2 separate regions of the Capsicum annuum genome follow, and region 2 is linked to region 1. The links are chromatin contacts, called in public Hi-C maps. All regions are on one chromosome and are shown on one strand. The core of a region is the stretch at or near the end of the contact, and the rest is flanking DNA. Distances in the headings are between cores, read along the strand shown.

Evidence for each region. A called contact is a pair of places that touch in the nucleus more often than the background predicts.
Region 2: a contact with region 1 is called in a Hi-C map of leaf, with 2.1 times the contacts expected there. The contact joins two enhancer-like sites. A contact is called at or near these places in 2 of 5 Hi-C or Micro-C datasets (leaf and placenta).

What each region holds. Positions count from the first base shown.
Region 1 is chr1:249,679,556-249,685,529 of UCD10Xv1.1, reverse strand. LOC107853043 (F-box protein SKIP31) reads left to right here. Exons shown (of 9, transcript XM_016698061.2): 6 at 429-603; 7 at 715-836; 8 at 1,484-1,544; 9 at 1,639-1,897. The coding sequence ends at 1,709. Among protein-coding and RNA genes, the nearest start is that of LOC107853042, 4.8 kb to the right of the region's middle. Within about 2 kb of position 2,144, at least 4 of the 5 cell types and tissues checked have an H3K27ac peak or open chromatin away from gene starts, as enhancers often do. A contact at or near this core is called in leaf, where this site is marked.
Region 2 is chr1:249,793,027-249,798,837 of UCD10Xv1.1, reverse strand. It overlaps LOC107862867 (protein root UVB sensitive 1, chloroplastic), which reads right to left. Exons shown (of 9, transcript XR_007048563.1): 7 at 3,648-3,777; 8 at 3,031-3,058; 9 at 2,605-2,955. Among protein-coding and RNA genes, the nearest start is that of LOC124892635, 6.1 kb to the left of the region's middle. Within about 2 kb of position 2,722, at least 2 of the 5 cell types and tissues checked have an H3K27ac peak or open chromatin away from gene starts, as enhancers often do. A contact at or near this core is called in leaf, where this site is marked.

The sequences.
Region 1 (5,974 bases), core at 895-3,394:
AAAACTTGAAGGAAAAGAGAAAAATACAAGACAAAGAAAAGGGTTTGGCTTGGAAGGGAATTTAGAGAGTACTTCGAAGGTAGAAAGATGAGAATTGAGAGAAAACAGTTGGGAAGAATAGGAATAGAAAATGTGGATAACAGCTTGTCAGCTTTACTGTGTCTACCATAGGAGCATTTTGTTACATGCCAGTACTTTCTACATATCCAAAAACTTTTCCTGTGTCATTGAGTTTGAACATTTACTTATCTCAATGTGTTTCGTGAAAATAAATACTAAAACAAAAATAATAAATAAAAGTAGTAGGAAATGGTTCATCCCACGTTTTTAATTTGCATTTAGGTGCATTCTACAAGAATCTTCTATGGTTTTACTTATCAAAAAGTAGTCTTCTATGTATTCGTCTTATCTTCTGGTTTTAAATACAGATGAACGATGATCGTATAATTCTCGATAAGACCGTTGCTGATCAAGTCTCTATTTGGAAGAAAAACAAAGGTCTAGGTGATAACGTGGTCGATGATCATGCATGTTCTGGAAAGACATGTGCTTACCATCATATTGGCGATGTATTTGTCTGTGAGAAAACTGGAAATATTCATGGTAAGAAGATGTTTGCAACAGTGCAAACTAGTCATTTAATGGTCTGAAAGATCGACCCCTGTGGGTAATTACTTTGTGCTTATTGGTTTTCTCTCATGTGTTTGGACGCAGTTTGTGATGACACATGCAAGGAAGTTGTAATGGATCCTACAAATGGTCTGCTAGTGTGCACTATTTCAGGCCGTTGCTTTGATAGAATGTTGCTGTCACCAGATGAAACAGAATCAGATGTGGTAAGAAACCTACATGTGGCTTATGGCAATTCTATAATTCAATATTTCCGGAAAAATGTGCAGAGTCAACTCAAGGATACATGAAAAAGTTTATGTTCTCAAACTTGTGAGATTCTTTTTTCTGTGAATGAGTAGACAGTGGTAATACTGATGTGCTTTAGTTCACTTGTTTCTGAAGGTGATAAAATGTGCTATTCTTTTGAAAGTCAGTCTTGCAATTCTAAGATGAAAATCGTGTCAATATATAAATGTATGGTTTATCTTTTTCACTTGGTGATATATAATCTAAGTTGCACAAAAGGTATAAACAATCAGTCAACGGTTCGTTGGATTGTGTTTTGTCAGTGGTCTTTTCCCTTGGATCCTAGCTCCATTAGGAGTGATATCTCCATCCGTCCAGGAATCTCTTATTTATCATTTGCGTCTGGTAGAGTTTATGTAATGTCTTAAGTGTATGCATAGCTTGTTTACAGCTGCTTTTAATTCGAGGATCTAATACATTTGGCAGTATATTTTAGGTCAAAAAACTAAAGATATAAGAGTTAAATGTTCTGAATATTTTTTTCTATTGGATATGTTGTTGTTTCTATAGTGTGTAAATCATTATAGTTACTTTAGCTAATCTTCCTTTGTCTTTTGAAATACAGGACCAACAACAAGCTGGCGCGACAGATGAAGCAGAACCGTTCATGGGCTCAGGTCTCTTTGGTATGTCTGTTGCAGCTTCTTCATCTGTTATATCAATTTCTCAAACCCCCACCAGAGCGCCCATTCACTTACCCCGCTGCTTATACTGCTTCAGCTCGAGCCTATTTACTGGGATATAACTGCGATGATGAGAAGGAACTGGAAGCTGCTTTGCGCTTTTGCTGATTCGACTGTGTATCACCATCGAAGGGTGTGGTTGGTTGGTAAGGATCTTTGGCATGTTCAGAGATGGAATAGTTACAGTTTTGTTTATCATGTAATTGTAGATTGTATAATTTTATGTAGTATAGATTCCGTAATTTAAGTTAAAATTTATAAAGCTTTATATAGTTTGCACTAAATATTTTTCAGTATATGGGTGTTGCTCTTCTTTGATGACCTTATTATTTGTCTATGCATAATGAACCCCATGTCTGTAACGTAGTTAACCAAACACAAGTAACAAGTTTATCAGTCCGTCGTCCGATGCCTCCCGTTCATTCTTCTTCATTTCATCATTTTGTTAACCAAACACAAGCAGCAAGTTAGTCGGTCCTTCCTCCGATGCCTCTCGTTCATTCTTCTTCATATCATCATTTTGTTGCGTTGTTGTGTTCATAGGCCCCCAACCCTTCTTAGAAAGCCCTCTCCCCTCTACTTGAGAAGAAAAAGAATCATTCTTCTTCATTTCATCATTTTGTTGCGTTGTTTAGAAAGTCTTCTCCCTTCTACTTGAGAAGAAAAAGAATGTTGTTTGATTGAATGACCACTGGTTGAACCACCTTTCTAACTGACGCTCCATACCTGTCCACGCCTTGTTTTTCTTTTGAACAAGCTTCCTGAATTCAAATTCTGTTCTTTCGTCTGAGTTCGTAATAATAACTGACAGGTTTCATTAATGAAAAGAAAAGTGTAGAGCGGTGTTGTGTATAGGCCCCAAACCCTTGTTAGAAAGCCCTCTCCCCTCTACTTGAGAAGAAAAAGAATGTTATTTGATTGAACGAACACTGGTTGAACCTTTCTAACTGACGCGCCTTGTTTTTCTTTTGAACAAGCTTCCCAAATTCAAATTCTGTTCTTTCGTTTGAGTTTGTAATAATAACTGACAGGTTTCATTAATGAAAAGAAAAGCAAAGACCCACCATCTACTAACATTGTGATTTTTCTTCGATTCTTTATTGCCTGTCCTTTCTTTGAACCTTGCTAAAACATAAGCTAAGATGAAGGGTGTGTTAAGTACGAAGGAAAGTATTTTTTATGGTAAGAGAGTTTTCTAGGGTATGAGTTTTTTCTTGTAAATACATGCTTTTTCTTATTTATCTTTTGATATCTAGTAAGTAAATAACAAATATTGTGTCAAGAGCACTTTATAATGCCAGTTAATTCGTGGATTATACCTGATACGAGCCCTAAGCTTATACGTGCAACTCCCTTCAGAGGGTGACATCGCGATTAATAAAATGGGAAAGATCACAGGAGATCAAGGTTCAAATTCTAGCATAAATAAATTCTTATAATAATTTCTTCCCGCATGTCTAGTTTTAATTGATAGAGTTGCTTTGTTCTTGTGTAGATGAAATGTAGTAGTATTTCTATTTCTATTACCAAAAAATCCAACTACTTTCACTTAATTACATATCATGTCCCAATAAGATCACCTCATGTAATTACCAAAAAATCCAACTACTTCCACTTAATTACATATCATGTCCCAATATATAATAATTCTATTGTTTCATCATATGGTTTAAATAGTTAATATATTCTATTAATTTATATTAATTAACTATAACTACATATTGAAAGTAATTTTTTTTTTAAATTGTCTTTCATGTTCAAAACTAATTTGTTACCACAAATCATAATAATTAATGGTTTAAAATATTTAAAAGACATAGAGAAATTTTATTGACTCTCATTATTTTAGCAATGTCACATAAATTGAGACAAAAGAAAAAACAACTTAAAATATTTAAAAGATATATAAAATTTTTAATTGACTCTCAAAATTGTATCAAAGCCACATAAATTGGGACACAAGGAGTAAATATATTCGATAATTACGTAAAAATTATTATAAATCACAATAATTAACAAGTTAAAATACCTTTTTAAAAATAGATAAAAGTTTTATTCAACTCTCAAAATTTTATCAGTGCAACATAAATCATGACGAAATAAAAATTATCTTAATTAATTGCAACTAAATATTTAAAGTAAATCAATTTTATTATTTTAATTGACTTTTATATAAAAAATTAATCTTTTTATTTATTTATTTTAGTTAATTTAAATTTAAAATTTTTTTTATATAAAAATAATAATATTTAAACTTAAATTTAAATTTTTAAAGTACAAAATTAATAAATTTAATTTAATAAAATAAATTTCTAATGAATATTTTCTTAGAATTTGTGTTGGGTCAATATGTATCAAGTTAAAAAGAAATAAAGAAAAATATATAGTAAAATTTTATTATTGTGAAAGATAAATATAATGCACTATCCAATATTGTTTAATAATATCATATTTTGCATATGCAAAATATAGCATCCCGTATTTAATTAATATACTACTCCGGTGAGTTATCGATGATTGCTATTGGATAACATAACCAGTCGCTCTTAATTAATTATTATGAGTCATCTAGGTATTAAGAAAAATAAATAATATTTAATAAAAAATAAAATAGACATAAAATATCAAAATTAACTCTTAATGTTTTAAATTAAATTGTCATCTTTCAAACGATGATTTTACTATATCACCCCTTATTATAAGTCATTTATATATTAGAAAATTAAGAATAATAAAATGATATGTCAACATAAAATATTTGATTGACTATCAAAATTATATCAGTGCCACATAAATTGGGACAGGACAAAAGAATATATAAAGCAACATATATTGTTTGAAAATGAAATAAAAAGTACTGTAAATAACAATAATTAACAAAAATTTTTAAAAGTTGACTGATTTCTGCTTCAGCTATTTCAATCGTGATTTTAATGTATCACCTGCAATTAATTATTATAAGTCACTTATGTATTGAAAAATTAATAATATTGAATCCATGATTTTACTATATCACCTATAATTAATTATTATAAGTTATTTATGTATTAAAAAATAAATTATATTTAATTAAAAAATATAAAATAAACATTTATGACATGTCTGATTAAGTTGCTTCAATCGTGATTTTATTATATCACTCCTAATTAATTATTATAATTTATTTATATATTAAAAATTAATAATATTCAATAAAAAAAGTAAAATAAACGTTTATGACATGTTTGCTTCAGCTGCTTCAACCATAGTCTTATTAAATATCACCCATAATTAATTATTATAAGTCATTTAAGTATTAAAAAATTAATAATATTTAATAAAAATAAAATAAATATAAAAATAATAAATTAAATTTTGATGTTTTAAATTAATTCGACGTCTTATATGAAGTCCACTTAAAATTTTCACAAGTAATTTTTATAGTAATTTCACTATATCACTTCTAATTAGTTGTTGTAAGTCATTTAAGATATCTATGCTTCATTGTTTCAATCGTAATTTTACTATATCACCCCTAATTAATTATTATTATTATTTAAGCATTGTGCCACATAAATTGAAATAGAAAGAATATTATAAATCACAATATCAAAAATTTAAATTATTTAAAAAATATAATTGACTATCATCGACACAAAACTCTGGATAAGAAAAGTAGCATATATTATTCAAAAATTACATAAAAAGTATTATAAATTACAATATAATCTGTTATATATTTCAAAAAAATGACTAGAAATCACAACTTAAAAAATTTATAAGATATAAAATATTTGGTCGACTCTTGAAATTATATTAGTGTTACTGAAATCGGAATAGAAGAAAAGTATTATAAATCACAATAATTAAAAAATTAAATTATTTTTAAAATATAATTGACTATCAATGCCGCAAAAATTTGGACAAGAAAAGTAACGTATATTAATTTGAAAATTACATAAAAAATATTATAAATTACAATAGTTAATAACTTAAATTATCTAAATACATATTAAAATAACATATGTTGAACTTATGCTAGATTCCGGATGAATCCTAGAAAACATATGTAATACTTTTATTAAAAAAATTTATTTAAATATTTCAAGATTGAAAAGACAAATAAATATCTTAACGTTGGGCCAGACAAGGGCTATGCTCCTCTAGTTTACATAATAAATCAGAGCTTAATACATAAACATGTCTTTTAACTTGGTTTCAACTGATATTTATTTTCTTAAATTTTGAGTGTGTACAAATAAACACTTTTATATAATATTGAGCAAGTAGACATATTTATTCTATGTGGCGTCTTACGTGACAATTCACGTCTTAAATAATGTGTTTACTTGATCAATTTTATACAAATTTAAATATCTGTTTGTGAACATATA
Region 2 (5,811 bases), core at 1,473-3,972, 110 kb before region 1:
AATAGAATTTTGACATTTGCACAAATAGCCTTTCATGGCTAGAATTTAAATATGTCCCAATATATGGTGAGCTAAATTTATCTAAAAGGCAGGTCGATGTATTAAAACTTTTGTTATGCACGAGATTCGAAAAAGGATCAGATCACAAGGACCTATTGTATACAGCTTTATCCTGCATTTTTGTTAAAGATTGTTTCCACGGCTTGACAGATTTGCACAAATATAGGATAATTTGAGGCACTTGTTTATAATTTGTCCTTATTTATGGAAGTTTGCAAAATAGACCTTTGGATATGCACAATAGAAATATGAAAAATTTACACTTGTTCAATGTTTCACAAGCTTTATACATAGCAACAAGTTGGTGTACCTTCATGCTATATTTTTTTTGTTAAATTATTTACAAGTTTTTTTCGATTCGTTAAATTTTGACCGGCGGCTATAATTTGAAAAGTAGGAAAAATAAATTTCATAAAAGAATTTTATATTAATTATGTTCAATACACTTCATTTTCATTCTCATTTTTGTTGTCCTCACCCCTACCTCATTCTCATTATATTTATCTAAATTATATATAAATGTTATCCTAGATAATACTCGCGTCTAACACCCCTCCCCTCCCACCCACCCCCCACCCCCCACAAAGAAGAAAAAAAGGAAGTAAAACCTCATTTATTTTTCTAAACAAGTACTTTTTATGAAGAATATTTTCCTTTATAATGCGCACATCCCTCGCTACGATTTTTCCAGACTAATTCTTCGATAAATGAAATTATAGGTTGCATGATACTAGGCCGGATTGAAGTGTTAGTCGATTACTAAAAAAAAAAAGTTAGAACCATAAATACTATCTGAACCAAATTCGAACCCCTTGATTTTCACCCTTGTGGTGGGGCCCTTCCCCGACACCGCGCACAGCGATAGCTTTAGTGCGCCGGATTACCTTTTTTATTTTTATATTAAGATCACTTTCCTTTATGAATATCCCATGAAAATCATAAGGCACACGGCGAGACGATTTTAAGATCATGAGACTTGGCATCCATCACCATAAAACTTGATTCTCTTGTGTTTTCATTATGCATGTAACACACTACATAGCCATCGTCTTCATCGTCTGCTGATTCTAAATATAGACGTAAAAATATGAAAATATTAAAGGGATTAATTCAATATATATTTCCTCTGTACCAAAATAAGTATATCGCTTTACCAAACAAAATAATGTTTCAAAATAAGCATCGTTTTAGGAATTCAAGACAAAAATTATTAATCATTCTTTTTAATAGTGCTCAATTCTTTAAAAAAAAAAAAAAACTTCTAATAAATAGAGATAACTTAGTATTCCCTCCATTTCTATTTACATAACTTAGTATTCCCTCCATCTCTATTTACTTGTCATCTTTTTAAGTTACACATCCCTTAAGAAAAACTTAATTAGAAGGTAATCTGACTAAATTATCCTTATTTATTATTCATCTTTATTTAATACATCTCTTTCTTACATTATATTAATATCTCTCCATATTTATGACTAAAAATAAATGTGAAAAAAATAATTATGCTTTGATTTGTGAAATGACAAGTATTAAGGAATACCTATTTTGAGTAAGGACGAAATTAGGAACGAAGAGAATAAACTATATTTTGTATTTATTATTTTTTTAATGAACGTGAAATGAGCTAAAGTGACACTTATTTTGAGACAGTAGAGTAATAACAAATTAAATAAAGTGTAAGATTCCCTTAAATTCCCAGATATTATTACAGTAAACTATTGCAAAATTTGCAGGAGTATTGATCGAAGAATATAACAAAATGAATTTGACTATCAATTAAATGTTTTAGGAAAGATATGAAATCAAGTAATACTAATTAGGATTTAGTTCGGCAGATTATTAAGTGTAAATTTACTCTATACATCATTATCGCACCATTTAAAGGAAGAATCTTTCTTTTATTTTATTAGTGACTGTTTGTTGATATATTTTTGTCTTTCATTAAAGCAAAAATAACATAAATATAGACCTTAACTTATTATATTTACATAAATTCCTATCCTTACAAAGTAATTACAAAAATTTCAACCAATTATTTATCTTTGTTGAATGTATCGGAAAATAATTATATATCTCGACAAACCCAAAGTAGAAAAAATGTATTGACGGCTAATTATGTATCTTTACAAGGAAAATACGTATCTTCATTAGATATATCGAAAGCTAATTATATATCTCGACAGACTCAAAATGAAAACTTTCAGTACTTATGTAAAATGTCGGAATTTTATATAATTAAGCTCTAAATTGCCTCAATTTATGTTGTTTGACCTTTGATTTAATTGTCCAAAAAAAATCCAATATACAGAATTTGAAGGATTCACGTCTCACCCAACCCAGAGGTCCTACACAATGTAGGATCAACATTAGGAAAGAAGATTGTAAATATGGAACAATTATAAGAGCTTCAAAATTTGGAGAATCTTGAGATTTTGATTGACTATTTGAACTTTTATCATATTATCTTAGTTGATTGACTACTTGAACTTTTATTTCAAATGTTTGTTTGGATTATATAACAAAAATCATTTCAAACACGTCACCTATTTTTAATTATATGCATTAGAAACAACAAACCGTGAAACATGCATGTTCTAATCGATATTGATGCGTAGATATAGTTACAAGAGGAGGTATATTGTCCGTAATGGCATGGTTGAGTGATCGGGAGATGGGTCTTCCATGTGAGAGACTTGGGATTGAGTCCAACCTCCATCTGTCACTTAGCCACGATTCGTCATATGGGGCTTACCTAGTACAGTTTACATCTCCTCTGTAGTTTGTGAGTTGTAGAGATCGATGAGATAGAATATGAGAGTTTGAACGAGCTAAACGAGTTTCTACAGTAGACATCTTCTCTTTGGATCTTTAATTGACGTTTTATAGTCTGCATATCTATGGAAAGAGGAAGCTAAGAGAGGATTCTAAACAGTTCTATTGAGCCGAACAACAAAAATAGAAAGATTATACCTTTCTTAGGGCACTTGATCCAGTGAATCTAAACATAAATACAAGAAAACCGAATAAATCACCACAAATTATAATGCTCATCAGACAGGAAAATACATATTAAAAGAGTGCAAAGAGAAATTAACTTCAATTTTCAACTGAGCTTTAAAGAACCATATCCAAATTTGGTAGGATAACTTTTCAAATTGAGCCCAAAACAACATGGCATGACGTATGAGCTATACAATCACCAAACTTAGATACAGATTCACCATTGAATCTGACCCAATTTTATAAGACTAAAATTTTACCTTCAACATACCTTCTTGATGACTGGTGAACAGATAACTAGTCGTTAGCACAAACATACTGGCTCATTAGCACAAAAATTGAACGTAACAGCGGAAAAAAGTGACCAAACTCGACTTGTTTCGGTCTACTTCATCCATTTCCCATTATGCTGCTTACTCTATGTGTAAACTTACAAAAAGAATATCAGTAAGAAGATCACTAAGCCATGAAAGAATGGAGGAGAAGGAGTCCCACATGTTGCAGTGTTATCTGATCAAGATCAATGGAACTTCTAAGCTACTGATAGAATAGCAGGCAGCAATGAAATAAAGCATTCAGATACTCACAAGAACCCAGCCATTCAAGCAGCTTATTGCATCGTACAATTCTTGATCCACATTCCAGTAGGATACCATTTCAAGCTCATTCCACAGTCACCAAACGGGTATTTCATCAGTTGTTTTCAATCACTTCCACCTGTAGAAGCAAATCCAAAGGAACGGATCAATGATGGTTTGGTAGCTCAGGGTCTGGGCAACAACAGCTTGTTCAGATAAACCGTGTCTTGTACTATATAAGGTCACCCTTCCGCAACAGAAGATGCAGCGGCATCATTCAAGCGAATTCGATTTGGCAAAGGCCTCGCGATGAGACTGTCAGTTACCCAACCTGCTACCTCGCCATCACTTTTAACATGATTAAATTCTCTCTCAACATACTCCAAAGATATCTGCAGCCTTCCCCCAGGCCTGCAGTCATTAGCTACACTGCTCAACTTGATTCCTGCATTTGTCTCCAACCAGTATAGGTAATTGACATGAAACAATGACTTCAACATATCTTGTGGTGATGAACTTTCTTTCAGTACAATCTGCTCCAACAAGTGCAAAATAAATGTAAAAATGTTAACTAAGCCCCTAGCCCCATTTCAACGAAGAAAAAGAAAGCAGAAATGAGATAACGCCAGGAAATGATTTTGAGGAAATTACCGAGGGAAAAATGCCTGCTAACGATCTACCCATGCTCCCTATCTTATATTTGCCACTCAACGGAGTATTCACTTTTCACGCTAAGTGAACGATATATACGAGTCATTAATTTTCCCTTCAGAGAGTTCCTCCCGTATTTATACAGTTCAATATCTCTAAATGACATTTCATTCTGCCAACACTAACTCCGATAATTCACACTTAAGAAGGCCAACCTTAGATCTCAATCACCATTTTTATGAGGTTCACCATACTGCTTGGTGATCAACTTGAGGTATTTCGGTAGCTACACTGATGCAATTGCAGAAAAATTTTTGTACCAAGAAACAAGTCAATTCTTGATCTCTAATCATGGTACTTACCAACTCTCTTTGCTAATACTAGCATAAAATTTTGGATTACCTTTAATTTAAACAGTGACATCATAACTCACTAGTGGTGATTGCTAGTTACAAAATGGATTCTGCAGAACCTTCATGTTACTTTCCTTTTTGTAATGTATCCAAAAAAAAGTGTAGGTTAAAATAGCTGGGCTGCATCTGAAGTGGAGTTCCAGAACATGACATATACTCTCTTGAAGAAACATGGGAAAGGGCAATATTATTGTTTCCACTCATAGCCTAATACATGTTATGACTAAGTTTAGCTTGTTTGAATAACCAACACTCATAGTGAATGTCCCGGTGGGAGGGGGGAGGTTTAAGACCCGTTTGGCCATAGACATCCCAAGCAATATTCGGGGAAATATTTGGCAAAAAGTGTTTGGCCATAAAATTTGTCATTATTTGGCATATAATCAAAATTTCCAAACACTAGAAAAAACTAGTTTTTGGGCCAAATTCTATTACTTGGGAACTTTTAAAAATATAAACTTTACCCCAAACTTCAATATTTTATAAAAATTCTCCACCATTTAGTAATCCCAACTAATATCTATATGCCAACCAACCACATTACTGATCTTTGATATTTGACTCAAGTATGTAATAGTATTGTTGCATAGCACTTGTTAAAAGTAATGTAAATACAAAAACTAAATGCTCCTTTGTGAGTTGAGAAAACTTCGGTAGCTCCTAAACTTATGTGTGAAGTTATTTATGTTGGAGCTTATAATTTATGAGTTTAATTTTTATCATGGAACATGTTCATTATAAAATGAGAATACAAAGTTCTGAATAATTTTAATAGTTTTCAGAACTTATGGGTATAAATCATATTTCTTAAAAAAGTCTAATATTCTTTCCAAAAACTATGGCCAAACCCAAAAATGATTTGCCAAAAATATGTGGGAATCTATGTCCAAATGCTAGCTTAATCTTTCTTTAGTTATAGTAACAACAATCACCCTCTGGAAAGGCCAAAATATGATCAACTGTTCTGAATAAAAGGAAGGTTCCTTAAGCAGGGCAATCAGAAATTGAGCTTTTAACTCTTTATTCGCCAGTTTTTAGGAAGTTTACACCTCTAGCAGATGGCAGACCAAATAAAAGCTTTAGCTGGAATTTACAGGTTAGTCTAAACA